2 separate regions of the Callithrix jacchus genome follow, and region 1 is linked to region 2. Evidence: chromatin contacts called from public Hi-C data. All regions are on one chromosome and are shown on one strand. Each heading gives the region's core, a stretch centred on a gene start, on an enhancer-like site or on the middle of the called end of the contact. The rest is flanking DNA. Distances are from core to core; before and after follow the strand shown.

Evidence for each region. A called contact is a pair of places that touch in the nucleus more often than the background predicts.
Region 1: a Hi-C map of skeletal muscle shows a contact between it and region 2, with 3 times the contacts expected there. The contact joins the promoter of GNA11 here to the promoter of ZNF77 in region 2. A contact is called at or near these places in 2 of 3 Hi-C or Micro-C datasets (both in skeletal muscle).

What each region holds. Positions count from the first base shown.
Region 1 is chr22:2,864,093-2,866,792 of calJac240_pri, reverse strand. It overlaps GNA11 (G protein subunit alpha 11), which reads right to left and starts at 1,330. Exons shown (of 7, transcript XM_002761572.7): 1 at 887-1,330. The coding sequence starts at 1,022.
Region 2 is chr22:2,735,712-2,738,411 of calJac240_pri, reverse strand. It overlaps ZNF77 (zinc finger protein 77), which reads left to right and starts at 1,376. Exons shown (of 5, transcript XM_035287231.3): 1 at 1,376-1,985.

The DNA.
Region 1 (2,700 bases), core at 81-2,580, 130 kb before region 2:
GGATTCCAGCCTAGAGGAGGATGGGATTTCCCGGAGTAGGAAGGCAGGAGGACAGCCCCTAAGGGAATGGGGGATAGGGGCGCGGAGGAGTCTTCGAGGGGGTGGACGGGACCTGCATGGAGGGATCAGGGCTCTGCCTGGTGGGAAGGGTCAACGCGGGACCCTGGGAGGTGAAGGTGGATGAGACCAGTGGGTGACATCCCAAAGCTCTGGCCCTGAGATGCTGGGGGGGCGGGGGTAGCGAGGGGTGGGTAGTCGGCGAGGTAAGATCAGAGAGCTCCTGTGCAGCAAGGGGACTGGTCTCTTGAAAAGGGGCAGAGGGCAAATCCTGAAGGGTCCTGCCCAACGTGGACGGCAAACTGGGAGCTGACCTGGGAGGGATGGGGACCTGATCCCGACATGACAGACAGGGCAGACCCCCCCCCCAAGGTCCCTGCTGCCAACAGGAACGGTGAAGGCACAAAGGAGCGGACCACAAACAATCTGGGCCCCCGAGGCTGACCCCGGAGGGTCCCAGCTGCCGACCTAGACAGCAAAAGCAGGGCTGACCCCGGGAGGGTCCCGGACGGCACAGGCAGGGCTGACCCCGGAGGGTCCCGGACGGCACAGGCAGGGCTGACCCCGGAGGGTCCCGGACGGCACAGGCAGGGCTGACCCCGGAGGGTCCCGGACGGCACAGGCAGGGCTGACCCCGGAGGGTCCCGGACGGCACAGGCAGGGCTGACCCCGGAGGGTCCCGGACGGCACAGGCAGGGCTGACCCCGGAGGGTCCCGGACGGCACAGGCAGGGCTGACCCCGGAGGGTCCCGGACGGCACAGGCAGGGCTGACCCCGGAGGGTCCCGGACGGCACAGGCAGGGCAGGGCAGGCCCGACGCCCCACTCACCGAGGAGCAGCAGCTTGAGCTCGCGCCGGGCGTCGCGCTTGTCCCGCCGCAGCTGCTTCTCGATCTCCGCGTTGATCCGCTTGGACTCCTTCACCTCGTCGCTCAGACAACACGCCATCATGGACTCCAGAGTCATCGTCCCGGCCCCGGCCGCCGCGGCCGCCTGCCCGCCGCCGCCCCCCGGCCCCCAGGCCCCCGGCCCGGCCCTGGCCGGAGCCGCCTCGGCCGCCGTCCGCCTCGGCCCCGCGGCCTCGGCCTCGGCCCCCGGCCCTCCGCCCCGGGCCGGCCCGCCCCGCCTCGCCTCGGCCGCTGCCTGCGAGCTGCCGGGTCCCCGCTCGGGCCGCGCCAGACGCGGACTCCCGCGCGGCCGCACTTAGCCCGCGCCGCCGCCGCAGCCACCGCCAACCGCAGTCGCCGCAACCGAGCGACAGCGCCGGACAACCTAGCAGGCTGGGAGCGCAGCCCGTGACGGGCAGGCGCTGCGGCCAATGGGAGGGGCCGGCGGCCAAGCGCGCCCACCGCTGGGGCGGGAATAACGGCCTGGGCGGGGCGTCAGCGGGCGCGAAAGGGGCGGGGCGGGGCGAGGGCGGGGGGCCCGCGGGTTTGGTTGCGCCGACGTGGGAAGGGGGGACGCGCAGCCGGGAGCCGGGGCGGGGCCGCCCGGGATTGTGGGAATGTGGCGGACTCAGCCGGCCAGGCTCGGCTCTGTTCGGCTCCGTTCGGTCCCGTTCGGCCCCGCTCGGCTCGGCTCGCTCGGTCCAGGCCGGGAAGGAGAGAGGTGCAAGCGGTTGCCGCGCTCTCTGGGTCTCTAGGTTCCTGGGCAGCCGTCGCTGCCCCCGGGAAGCGCCCTCACATTGCCTAACAGGAACCTTCTCTCATCCGTTAAAAAGCGTCAGTGGGGCCGGGCGCGGTGGCTCACGCCTGTAATCCCAGCACTTTGGGAGGCCGAGGTGGGCAGATCACGAGGTCAAGAGATCGAGACCAGCCTGGCCAACATGGTGAAACCCCGTCTCTACCAAAAAAATACAGAAATTCGCTGGGCGTGGTGGTGCTCACCTGTAGTCCCAGCTACTCGGGAGGCTGAGGCAGGAGAACTGCTTGAGCCCGGGAGGCGGAGGCTGCAGTGAGCCGAGATGGCGCCACAGCACTGCAGCCTGGTGCCTGGAGACAGAGCAAGACTCTGTCTCAAAAAAAAAAAAAAAAATTGTTAGTGGGGCACTACTGTGTATCAGGCATTAATGGGATGCCTTCTATATACCGGGCATGGACTAAAAATTAATGGAGCAACAGACACAACCCAGGCATAAATGCAGCACCTGCTTTTACCGTACAGGGTACCAGCATTCATGGAGTGCCTACTGTATACGATGTATGAGCCAGATATGAATGAGGTGCCTGGCATATAGCACATGACCACCCGGGAGGGTCCCAGGTACCAATGTGAACAGCACAGGCGGGGGGACTGACCCCAGAGGGATCCAGGGCACCAGCATTCATGCAGTGCCTACTGTATGCCAGGTATGAACCCGGCATTAATGCAGTGCCTGCTATGTACTAGACACGGACCAAGTATTAATGCAGCACCTGCTGTAGGTCATCCAGGGCACAAGTAATAGTGGAGTTCCTACTGTATATGAGGTATGAGCCAGGCATCAATGCAGCAACTGCTGTGTACCACACAGGGCACAATCATTAGCAACAGAGTACCTACTGTAAGACAGGTATAAATCGGGCATTCCAGCACAGGCACAAGCATTAATGGAATGCCTACTGTATACACCAGGCACTGTTGTAAGCCCGTTAAACTAACTCTA
Region 2 (2,700 bases), core at 127-2,626:
CAACTCAGGGGCCGCAGGCCTGATGCATGCAGCCCAACACAAATTCCTAAACTTTCTTTCTTTTTTTTTTTTGAGATGGAATCTGACTCTGTCGCCCAGGCTACTGTGGCGTGGTGCAATCACGACTCACTGCAACCTCCATCTCCCGGAGTTCAAGCGATTCTCCTGCCTCAGTCTCCCGAGTTGCTGAGATTACAGGCGCTCACCACCACACCCGGCTAATTTTTGTATTTTTAGTAGAGGCAGGGTTTCTCTATGTTGGCCAGGCTGGTCTCGAACTCCTGACCTCGTGATCCGCCCGCCTCGGCCTCCCAAAGTGCTTGGATTGCAAGCATGAGCCACTGCGCCCAGCGGCTAAACTTTCTTAAAACATGAGGAGAGGGCTGGGCTCGGTGGCTCAAGCCTGTAATCCCAGCACTTTGGGAGGCCGAGGCGTGTGGATCACGAGGTCAAGAGATCGAGACCATCCTGGTCAATATGGTGAAACCCCGTCTCTACTAAAAATACAAAAAATTAGCTGGGCACGGTGGCGCGTGCCTGTAATCCCAGCTACTCGGGAGGCTGAGGCAGGAGAATTGCCTGAACCCAGGAGGCGGAGGTTGCGGTGAGCCGAGATCGCGCCATTGCACTCCAGCCTGGGTAACAAGAGCCAAACTCCGTCTCAAAAAAAAAAAGAAAAAAACATTAGGAGATACTTTTGCAATTTTTTTTTGTTTTGTTTTAGCTTATCAGGTATCGCTAGTGTTCCTGTATTTTACGTGTGATGAAAGACAGTTATTTCCGTGTGGCCTGCTGAAGCCAAAAGATTGGACACCCACGTATAAAGCCACACAAAGTATTCGCACATCTGAAAATGTGAATTACGTGGCCATCTGGTGGCCAGAAGGGAACATCACAACGCACTCATTAAGAAAAGACATGTCTCCAGAACCGCATAAAAATGACCTTATTTCCGGAAGAAAAATCCCAGCAATGGGAATATCTTCGCACAGGAGCATATTAGCACGAGGAATGTGTTGGCTGGAGGAAATGAGCAATTATCACTTATTTTAGCGTTTATTATCTGGGTACCCGGGCGTGGGAGGATTGAGCGAAAGATCACGCCCCCCAACCTCGTCCCGAGGCTTGTCTGGTATTAGCCACGCCTCAGGGCGGATCCAGCCAAAGCCACGCCCACAGGGCGATTCTGACCTGAGACACGCCCTCGAGGAGGCGGGTCTGCCAACAACTCCAATCGCATCTCAGAGGGAGAAAAAAAACCGGCTTTTCCTGCTTAGCGATTGGAGGACGCAAGGTCGTCCCACCCACCTTTGAGACTCCACCAATCCCAAACTTACTACTAGCTCACTCTTCCGCTCCGGGCTGCCCCGGAGCCGGAAGCCGAAGCATCCGTTTGTGACCCGCGGCGGCCGTCGCCTTTAGTGGCCTCAGGGCCTCCGCTGAGAGCGGTTTCTCTGTCCAGTGCTAGATTTGGCCCCGAGTCTTCTTTGTGGCCGAGGCCAAGGGAGGGAACTCCGGTTCCGGGGCGTGGGGAGGTTTGGGTCCAAAGGACGGGGGGCAGAGTTCAAAGGGCAAGGGGCGGGTTCCTTGATGGGGGATTCCTGGCTCTACGCCCCCCGGAGGAGGCTCTGGAGGCCAGTGGAACCCGGCTGGGTTTCGGGGGTCTTGGTTGGGGACGCGGGGCGTTTTGACCCCTTAGGCCTGGGTGCCCGTGCCCGTCCCACCATCGGATTTGGAGGGAACGGTGGGGTTTCCATTTGGCTTAGAGCAAGCGCGTAAAGGGGGTGACCCTCGGGTCTGGGCTGCGAGGTGCAGCCGGGTCCGGTTTCCTTGGGAACCGCAAGATAAGACAGCTGTGGATTCTTTTGTCCGGAAACCCCTTATCAGAGGCCCGCACCTGGGTTGGAAATGGAGACGGATTCTCTGTGTCCAAGGAAATCAGACCCTCCGGGCAGAAGAGGGAAGTTCGTTCTTACTGATAAAATGTCAGTCACTGTGTATGATCGTAATGGGCAGGGTATTTAGCAAGCTAGAAGACATCGATGGTTCAGAACGAGGTGTCCTTGGCAGAAATGCTGTTTTCTTTCTTTTTTTTTTTTTTTTTTTACCATAGAAAAATCATTTTTTTTTTGAGGGAAAAAGAGAAGAAGGGGAAAAAAAGAAAAAGAGGGAAAAAGGAATATTACTTCATTCCTAAAGTGGGTTTCAATAATGGCCGATCAATATTTTGAGTGTTTAAAGTGGTTAATGCATATTTTATGTGTTTAAAATGGAGACCTCTATTGTGTTTATTTGTTCTGGCTCTGAGTTCAAGTCCTAGATATCATTATCAATTTGTTGTCTCGTTGAATCTAAATCTCATTATGTGTCTTATGTATCTGGGTGTTAAGATCTCTTATTGTTGCATTAATCCTTTTACCCTTGCATCCTTGTAGCTTTGAAATCTATTAAGTGTGAGAATTGCAACTCCTGCTTTTTATTTATTTATTTTTGAGAAATACTGTTTTCTGTTAATTTTCCAGCTGATACCATCTGGGTCTGTCTTCCCAACCTGATGCATGTGTAGGCAGATCCTTTCTCAGTCCCAGTTGCTTTTTATTATCTTGATCACTGCATGCTGTGCACAGAGGTTTTCTGCTCAGCTGGGCTCCATCCTGGGGTCCCAGTCCTGGCCCCAAGCCTTAATCAGCTCGCTGGTGA